Regions from separate parts of the Sus scrofa genome. Here region 1 is linked to region 2. A link is a contact called in public Hi-C data. All regions are on one chromosome and are shown on one strand. The core of a region is the stretch at or near the end of the contact, and the rest is flanking DNA. Distances in the headings are between cores, read along the strand shown.

Region 1 (3,693 bases), core at 749-3,248, 270 kb after region 2:
AAACCTCCATATGTCATGGGTGTGGGGAGGAAAAAAAAAGAATGCAAGAGATAGAAGAGTAGAATTATTGTTGGTTAGAAATTAAGGAGTTAGGAAGTTTTCATGGGGCCTAAGAAAGGGTATGAATGAAACTGGAGGCTGTGGGGAAAAATGATGAATGAAGTAGTAAAGAGCTGCCCACTGTAGGAGCCAGCAGCTGGGGGTAGAGGGCAGGGAGAGGATGATTCAGATGTGAAAGATTAAAGGTAGGGCTTATTAGAAAGGCATGTAAAAAGAAAGGCAGAAAGTAACAGAGCATGGAGAAGTAGCTGAACTATCTGGAACCACATTGCCACCCATTCAGAAAACACTGAGGGTGCTCTGCCATTTGTCAGACAGCGCGAAAACCAGCTGATCCAGCGTGAGGTCATCCAGTGTGGACAGTGAGTCACGTTGCCACGGAGACCATGGTCAGGGAGGCCGAGAGACAGAAAAGATCTCAAAGGTTATTTCGTGAATCACCTGCTCTGCCCTCTTCACATCTAGGCTCCGTGTCTGTATAAATAAATATTTCTAGCCCAGCAATTTACCAACGCCCACAGAAATACCCAATGGACAACACTTCACCTTTCTGTATCCAGAACAAAGCCCCTTATCATCTCTTCAAAAGTCTTGGGCACCACCTCCTTCTCTATCTTGATAGAGATAGTCCTACATCTATGCTGGAAAAGTTTTCTCTATCTTCTGTTTCTCTTTCTCTCCCATGTTTTGGCATCTGGTCGGTTGTCTCTACAGTAACTCTTGCATTCTTCTTCTTTTCCTCTCGCACTGCAGTTACCTTAGTCCGGGCTTGAATTTACTTACTTACTTAGTCTAGAACTTGAGAGCTGGAAGAGACTTCATTTAACAGAGATTCAGAGCTTAAGCGACTTGCCCAAAGTCACAGAAGCCGCTGGTGGGCCAGTCAAGCCAGTAAGATGAGCCTATGGGTAAACCAATGTTTCTTCCAATTCCTGATGTTTGAGGTGCAAAAGATAGTCACACGGAGTAGGTAGCCCTCATAGTCTCGAAAGGCAAGCTCATGATTTTAACTTGTACCCTCAGCAGGTGATTGCCAAATCAGTCCTCCATCCTAGATCTTTTCCTCAACTTCCTATAGCCTGCTGGACATCTTCAACGGAATGTCCTGCCAACAATTAAAACTCGATATATCTAAATAAAAATTCCTCATTTGCCTCCTCTCCACCCTGAAAGGCAGAGTGTAGCAATGAATTAAGAATCAGGATCTAGAGTCTAATCTTATTGCTGCCATTTACTAAATTAGCCCCATGAAGCCTCAGTTTCTTTAGCTATAAAATGGAAAGAACAGCAGTACTTACTCAACAGGACTATTGGGAGAAGTAAGGGACACAGTAATTATACGAAGCATTTAGCATGTGTTCCTGATGTAGTGAATTGCTCAATAATATTAGGAAACGGGCAACATTATCTTCAACTCTTCTTTCTTGCTCCCCAAAACCAATCAGTTGCTGAGTCCCTAGACTCTATGCCTGAAGGATCACTTCCATTCAGCTGCTCCTCTCCTTACTGCCAGGGAAATGAGAGCCTTGGCTGATAATTAGTGGACTTACAAATAATCATACCCTGACTGCCACAAAAATAACTTTCTTCTCCACCCAATTCGTTCCTCCCCTCCCTAGTTTTCTCTTGGAGGACCTGGGTTGCTCAAGCAGAAGTCATATGGATTGTATTTCCTCTGAATAGCTCACCATGTAGCACAGTAATATCTCTGCACCTAATTAAATGAGTCAGGTCAAGTTTTCTGCAAGTTTTCTTCCATCGCAGCACTAACATTCACATTCAGTGTATTGCCTTATGTAACACAATTTCCTGCTTTCAGCCCAAAATAAATAAAAAGGAACCTTGCCAATGAAAAACCAGTTAGCCCAGCCTGCTTTGCTTTGCCCAACCCCACACTCTATGTCAACTGTTCCATTATAGTTTGTCTGTTTACAGGGAAGCTGCCAGTGTCTAAGACGCGAGGCATTCAGACAATTGTTCAGACAATGGATTCACAGTACCTAGAATCCCTGTGACTCAGTTTTCCACAAATGTGCTATTAGGGGAAATGTTCACAGATCAGCAACTGTGGACTTTTGCTGGCCGCACAGACTCTGCTGATGTGCACAATTCCAAACTGCAAGCAGTTTCCCCACTGGAAACAATGAGACTCACAGCATTACACAGTTGGCAGAGAATTTTAGAGATAACTTAATCTACCCCTTTGTTTTGGACACAACCCCGTTTAAACTATTTTGGACAGATAAAATCCATGCTATGTTAATGAATCTTCTTCAATAACTGCTTTCAAATATCCCTCCCCTCCAAATCAGGGAGTAATTCCCTCTGTCTGAAGCAGACAGTATGGTTTGCTAGTCAAGAGCCTCTGCCCACTTTCTCCTGTCTGGTAAAGAGCCAGTTTGAAGGGGTTGCCCATCCCTTCCCTACATGTCTCGGGATTAATTTTTGATCAGTCTGAGCTTGCCAGTGATTGGCTCAGAAGGGGCAGGGGACCCAGTTCTGTGCAATAAAGTGTAACGAGAGCTTAGCAAAAGGGATTTTCTAAGGATATTCTCCTGCTCCTAAAAAAAAACTTATAGGAAAAATAATCCTTATTTTTAGCGAGGCATGATACTAGAGCTGTGGGAGCTCCCTTGCATCCATGAAGGGAGCCAGCCAAAGGCCAAACCAAATAGTGAAAGAAATATAGAAGGACTCTGGATATTTGATGATGTCATTAAGCTGCTGAATCAACCAACCTGCGAGCCAACCTACCCCAGGATTTCTTGTCATGTGAGATAGTAAATTTTCCTTACTGGTATGTACTGGTGACTATAAATTGGTACCTTGGTTGGCCAGATCTTCGTGGGAGATGGACATTCAAATCTCCATATCCAGATAAAAGTCATTCCAGAGAATGGAACAATATTTCCTATGTAAGCATTTAGAAACATGAACGGTAAAGAGTAGACTCTACTTTGATCAAGCGTGCCAAACTGAAATTATTTCTTCTTTGATAGAATTAGTAGATAGTAGATTACATATCAGAGAAAGTCATAGAAATACTTGATTTCAGCACACATCAGATAAAACTGCTTATAATATTTTGGTCAACAAAACAGGAAAATAGTGGAGAAAGATGCAGATACTGAAGAAGCATAAGATGCTAGTGGAAGACTGGTTGGTTGGCAGGTCATGGCATTGTAAGGGTGCCATGACAGACAGCAAGCAGATGTCAGTACAGGCAAGCAGCCAACATGGAGGAGGCTTACAAGTGTCTAATACAAACAGTGGGGCAAATTAAAAGCATGCTGGGAATAGGGTGCAAATAACTGGAAACCTTGGTAAGCAAGGATTGGCATCACAGAAAGATTGACAGGTTACAAGCTTCCAATTTTCGTGTTGGATTTTAGGAGGAAAAAATTATTGTATGGGGACTTTGGGGAAATAAATGAACAGAACCCAAGTTTAATTATTTTTAAAAAGTGGAAGTGCTCTAATCATAGGATAATCGGAGTTAAAAAGCAACTCATCAAGATAGTAATTTAAGAATAGGCCACATGGCAGAAGCTTAGTTGTTATACCTTGGAAGAGAGCCAATACTATACCAGGAGGAAACATGACCCAAATCTGAGTTCTGCAGTTTTAGTCTGG
Region 2 (3,319 bases), core at 507-3,006:
GTGGGCGAGACCAAGGGGTTTGAGAGAGACCGAAAACAGGTTCTTCCATTTAGCCACTTTCTCTAGGTTGTGACCATAGATGTCACATCAGACAGACAGAGGTACATACAAAACTTGCTTTCCCAAGGCCTTCTCTGAAGTCATTATCCTATGGTCGACAGTCGACAAGTCAACATTATATCTGTCTGTGTTTGGCAGCGGCTTGCGAGAAGCAAGCCTTTTCTTCAGAAGCTCCACCCTCTAAGTTCCTACTGTATGTTTTTTAAAATGTTAATTTAAATGATCCTTGTATAGCTGGGCAGAAGGCTGATTTTACTCTTTTAAATGAAGAGTCACATGGTTTTTAACGTTCAACATGAGATGAAGAATTTTCTTCAGGTCATGATCATTTTTTTCTTTCTTCCATTAAATAATCCTTGTAGGGAGTCTCCAGCATGCAAAAAGCATGATAGCTGCATGATCAAAACAACAATTTGACCTTTGAGCTCTGCTCCAAGGAAATACCAACTGATAGACCATTGTCTGTCATGCAGATTTCCACGTGAAGCTCTTCTTTCTCTCTCCACTCTGTCTCTTGGTGTTCATGAAAAAAACCTGATATGCTGGAGTAGCAAGGAGTAAATCTATTAGACCTGTTGAATGAAATGCATTTCCCTTTGCGCCATTGGTTTGGGGGAAGGCATTGTCAGTGCTGCATAGGGGCAGGTAGAGGAGTGGGTAACCGGATTGCTTTCAATTTGGGGCAGAGAAGATGGGATCAGTCTTGTACTGCGTATATGAGGCCACATTGTCTTGACAGTGACATGAAAGCTTACCTCTGAGTAGAAAGTTCCCTGGTGCATCAGTTTTTTTCTTGTTAATAGAACCCTCTTTCTTCAGGAAGTTGCCTTTACTGTCTGTTGAGTCTATATAGACGTTTCCCTGGTGAGAGTTGAATGAGTATGTGATTTACACTTGCAGTAGGCGCTTCCAGACTGCAGCTGGCAATTATGAATGCATTCTCCTGCTCCCAAAAATGCTGGTGGAGAGAAGCCACCTTGGTAAAGGTCATGCCCCTTTCCTAGGAGCAGCCAGGATTCACTGATGGGCTGATGTGGGGGTAGAAACGTCCTTATTTTGGGACATCTCTGCGGGGCCATCCCAGCTCCAGAGCTCCCTGTGAGATCAATGGAGGCCTCTGCTGTGACTGCACTGCAGCTCAGCTTCTGCCTGAATCGGCAGCTTTTGTTTCCACACAGGTGTTGATGCCAAGATCATTCCCTAATAAACTTCCTTCAGGCAGTTCTCCATCTCTGAGCCTGTTTCCCAGGGAACTCAACCTGTAGCAAAACTTTCCCTTAAATAGGGCTTATTTCGCATTGGATTATTGTTAAGGGATAAATTCACATTTTCATTCCAGGAATTGATATGTATTGCTTTGGAGACTTTATTTGTATGGAAATTTTTCATGTATTCAAAAAGGTACCTAAGAATTGAAAATGTTTTGAACTCTATTGGAACAAAATAGCAGTGAGAAAGCTCAATTGGTAACCCTCAAGTTTTTGCCATCAGGTTTAAATTGACTGCCAACCACACAGTTTGGTCACATGGTGGAGGGGGAAGTCTGAGGCCAGGGGTCTTGATGAAAAAGGCCAAAGTTTCAATCTCTGTATTGTTTGGTTTGTTTTCCATTGTTTCCTGGTCTCAACCTGTACTCTAACCTGGCCAGTCCTATCGAGAGTGTTCTCTTGACCTGTCCTTGGAACAGGTGAGAGAGTGTAGATAACCACTGCAAATCTGTCACCATGGTTGGAAAAACAAGCCCTGGCAGTCTCACCATGTATGGTGAGCAGAATATTTATCCAGATGAACTCAGGAGAAGCCAACTTGGGAACTTGCCCCAAAAGGGAATAATAGTAGGTAGGTTTCCACAATTTTTTTTTTTTAAGATAAGTACAATTTTCTATATTTAGTAGCTTGTTTTGCCAACAATGAAGGCTAATGAGTAAGTACAAGGAAAATAGCATTAAAAATGTCTTTGGCTTAAACATTTTGTTAGGTTGTTGATGATTGCAAATTTATCAGAAATTTTGCTCTTTTGAAGAGCAGGCTGAATAATTAGTGAAGATTCAACATAAGTATTGAAATGGGAGCTTGTATCTACTTCACTATTATATGTTATATTATAAAACAATATATATCTATTTATATCTATTTTATATCTGTATGATATATGCACAACGGCCAAGTTCAGAAGAAATGTTTTGCTAAAAGTAAAAACAAATAGAATGGTGGAATTTGAGTATAGAACATTTTTATTAGCCTTTCTCTTAGTGTTTGAATAAATTAATGTTTAAAAGAAGTATCATAGGAAGAATGAAACAGAAGTAAATAAAATAAAAAATAAAAATAATAGGACAGGCAGATCTTTTTTTTTTTTTTTTGTCTTTTTGTCTTTTAGGGCCACACCCGAGGTATATGGAGTTCCCAGGCTAGGGGTCCAATCGGAGATACAGCTGCCAGCCTACACCACAGCCACAGCAACACCAGATCTGAGCCTCGTCTACCACCTACACCACAGCTCTCGGCAATGCCAGATCCTTAACCCATTGAGTTAGGCCAGGGATTGAACCCGAGTCCTCATGGATGCTAGTTGGGTTCATTAACGCTGAGCCACAACGGGAACTCCCAGATCTTGACATTGGAAATAAGAACCTGGTCCAGAGAAGTACTTGGGTGGAAAATAAATTGATGACAAATTCTACTATTGTGCCCAGTCTTGTGTCTGCACTGGGCTTTAACCTGGATTCAGTTGCTTTGGACAGGTACATTGAGCTGGTAGACCTGGTAACCTGCAAGCATCTGTTAGCTTGAGCTGATTTGCTTGGATTGAAAGGGTCTGCTTGGGGAGAAAAAAGGAAAATGAAGGATGGTTTGGTGCCAGTTTCAGATACCAGTCCCTGGCCAAGCCCTGGGGACTCCTGGAAAAAATGGGGCTATTTAAATGAGGGGAGAAAAATGTATATGTGTACCTGTGAGTGGGGAGTGTTGGGGGCCGGCAGAGGTGGGGAGGAAGAGCACACTGGATGCCATGAAGAGGCTGTGAGTGGTGGACTGAATTAGGACCACTTGTGAGCTGCCCTGTTCCTGATGCCCTGCCAGTCCTCGAGGAGGATTTTACTGGGGTCTGGATGCCTGAAAGAGCAGATGCTAGTAGAGTCAATGGAATTTGAGAAACTGCTGTTACTAGTTAACATTTACGAGCATCTACTGTGCCCAGCACTGGTGCTAAACTCTTCATAGTCTTTAGCTCCATGAATACTCCAACAACACTCTAACA

Evidence for each region. Hi-C and Micro-C count contacts between places; a contact is called where the count stands out from the background.
Region 1: a Hi-C map of liver shows a contact between it and region 2, with 1.6 times the contacts expected there. The contact joins two enhancer-like sites. A contact is called at or near these places in 3 of 47 Hi-C or Micro-C datasets (liver and skeletal muscle).

Annotation. Positions count from the first base shown.
Region 1 is chr5:90,071,158-90,074,850 of Sscrofa11.1, forward strand. The region is part of intron 1 of LOC102158255 (a long non-coding RNA gene); the gene reads left to right. Among named protein-coding and RNA genes, the nearest start is that of EEA1, 59 kb to the right of the region's middle. Within about 2 kb of position 1,999, at least 18 of the 83 cell types and tissues checked have an H3K27ac peak or open chromatin away from gene starts, as enhancers often do. A contact at or near this core is called in liver, where this site is marked.
Region 2 is chr5:89,796,500-89,799,818 of Sscrofa11.1, forward strand. No RefSeq gene overlaps it. Among named protein-coding and RNA genes, the nearest start is that of NUDT4, 70 kb to the left of the region's middle. Within about 2 kb of position 1,757, at least 3 of the 83 cell types and tissues checked have an H3K27ac peak or open chromatin away from gene starts, as enhancers often do. A contact at or near this core is called in liver, where this site is marked.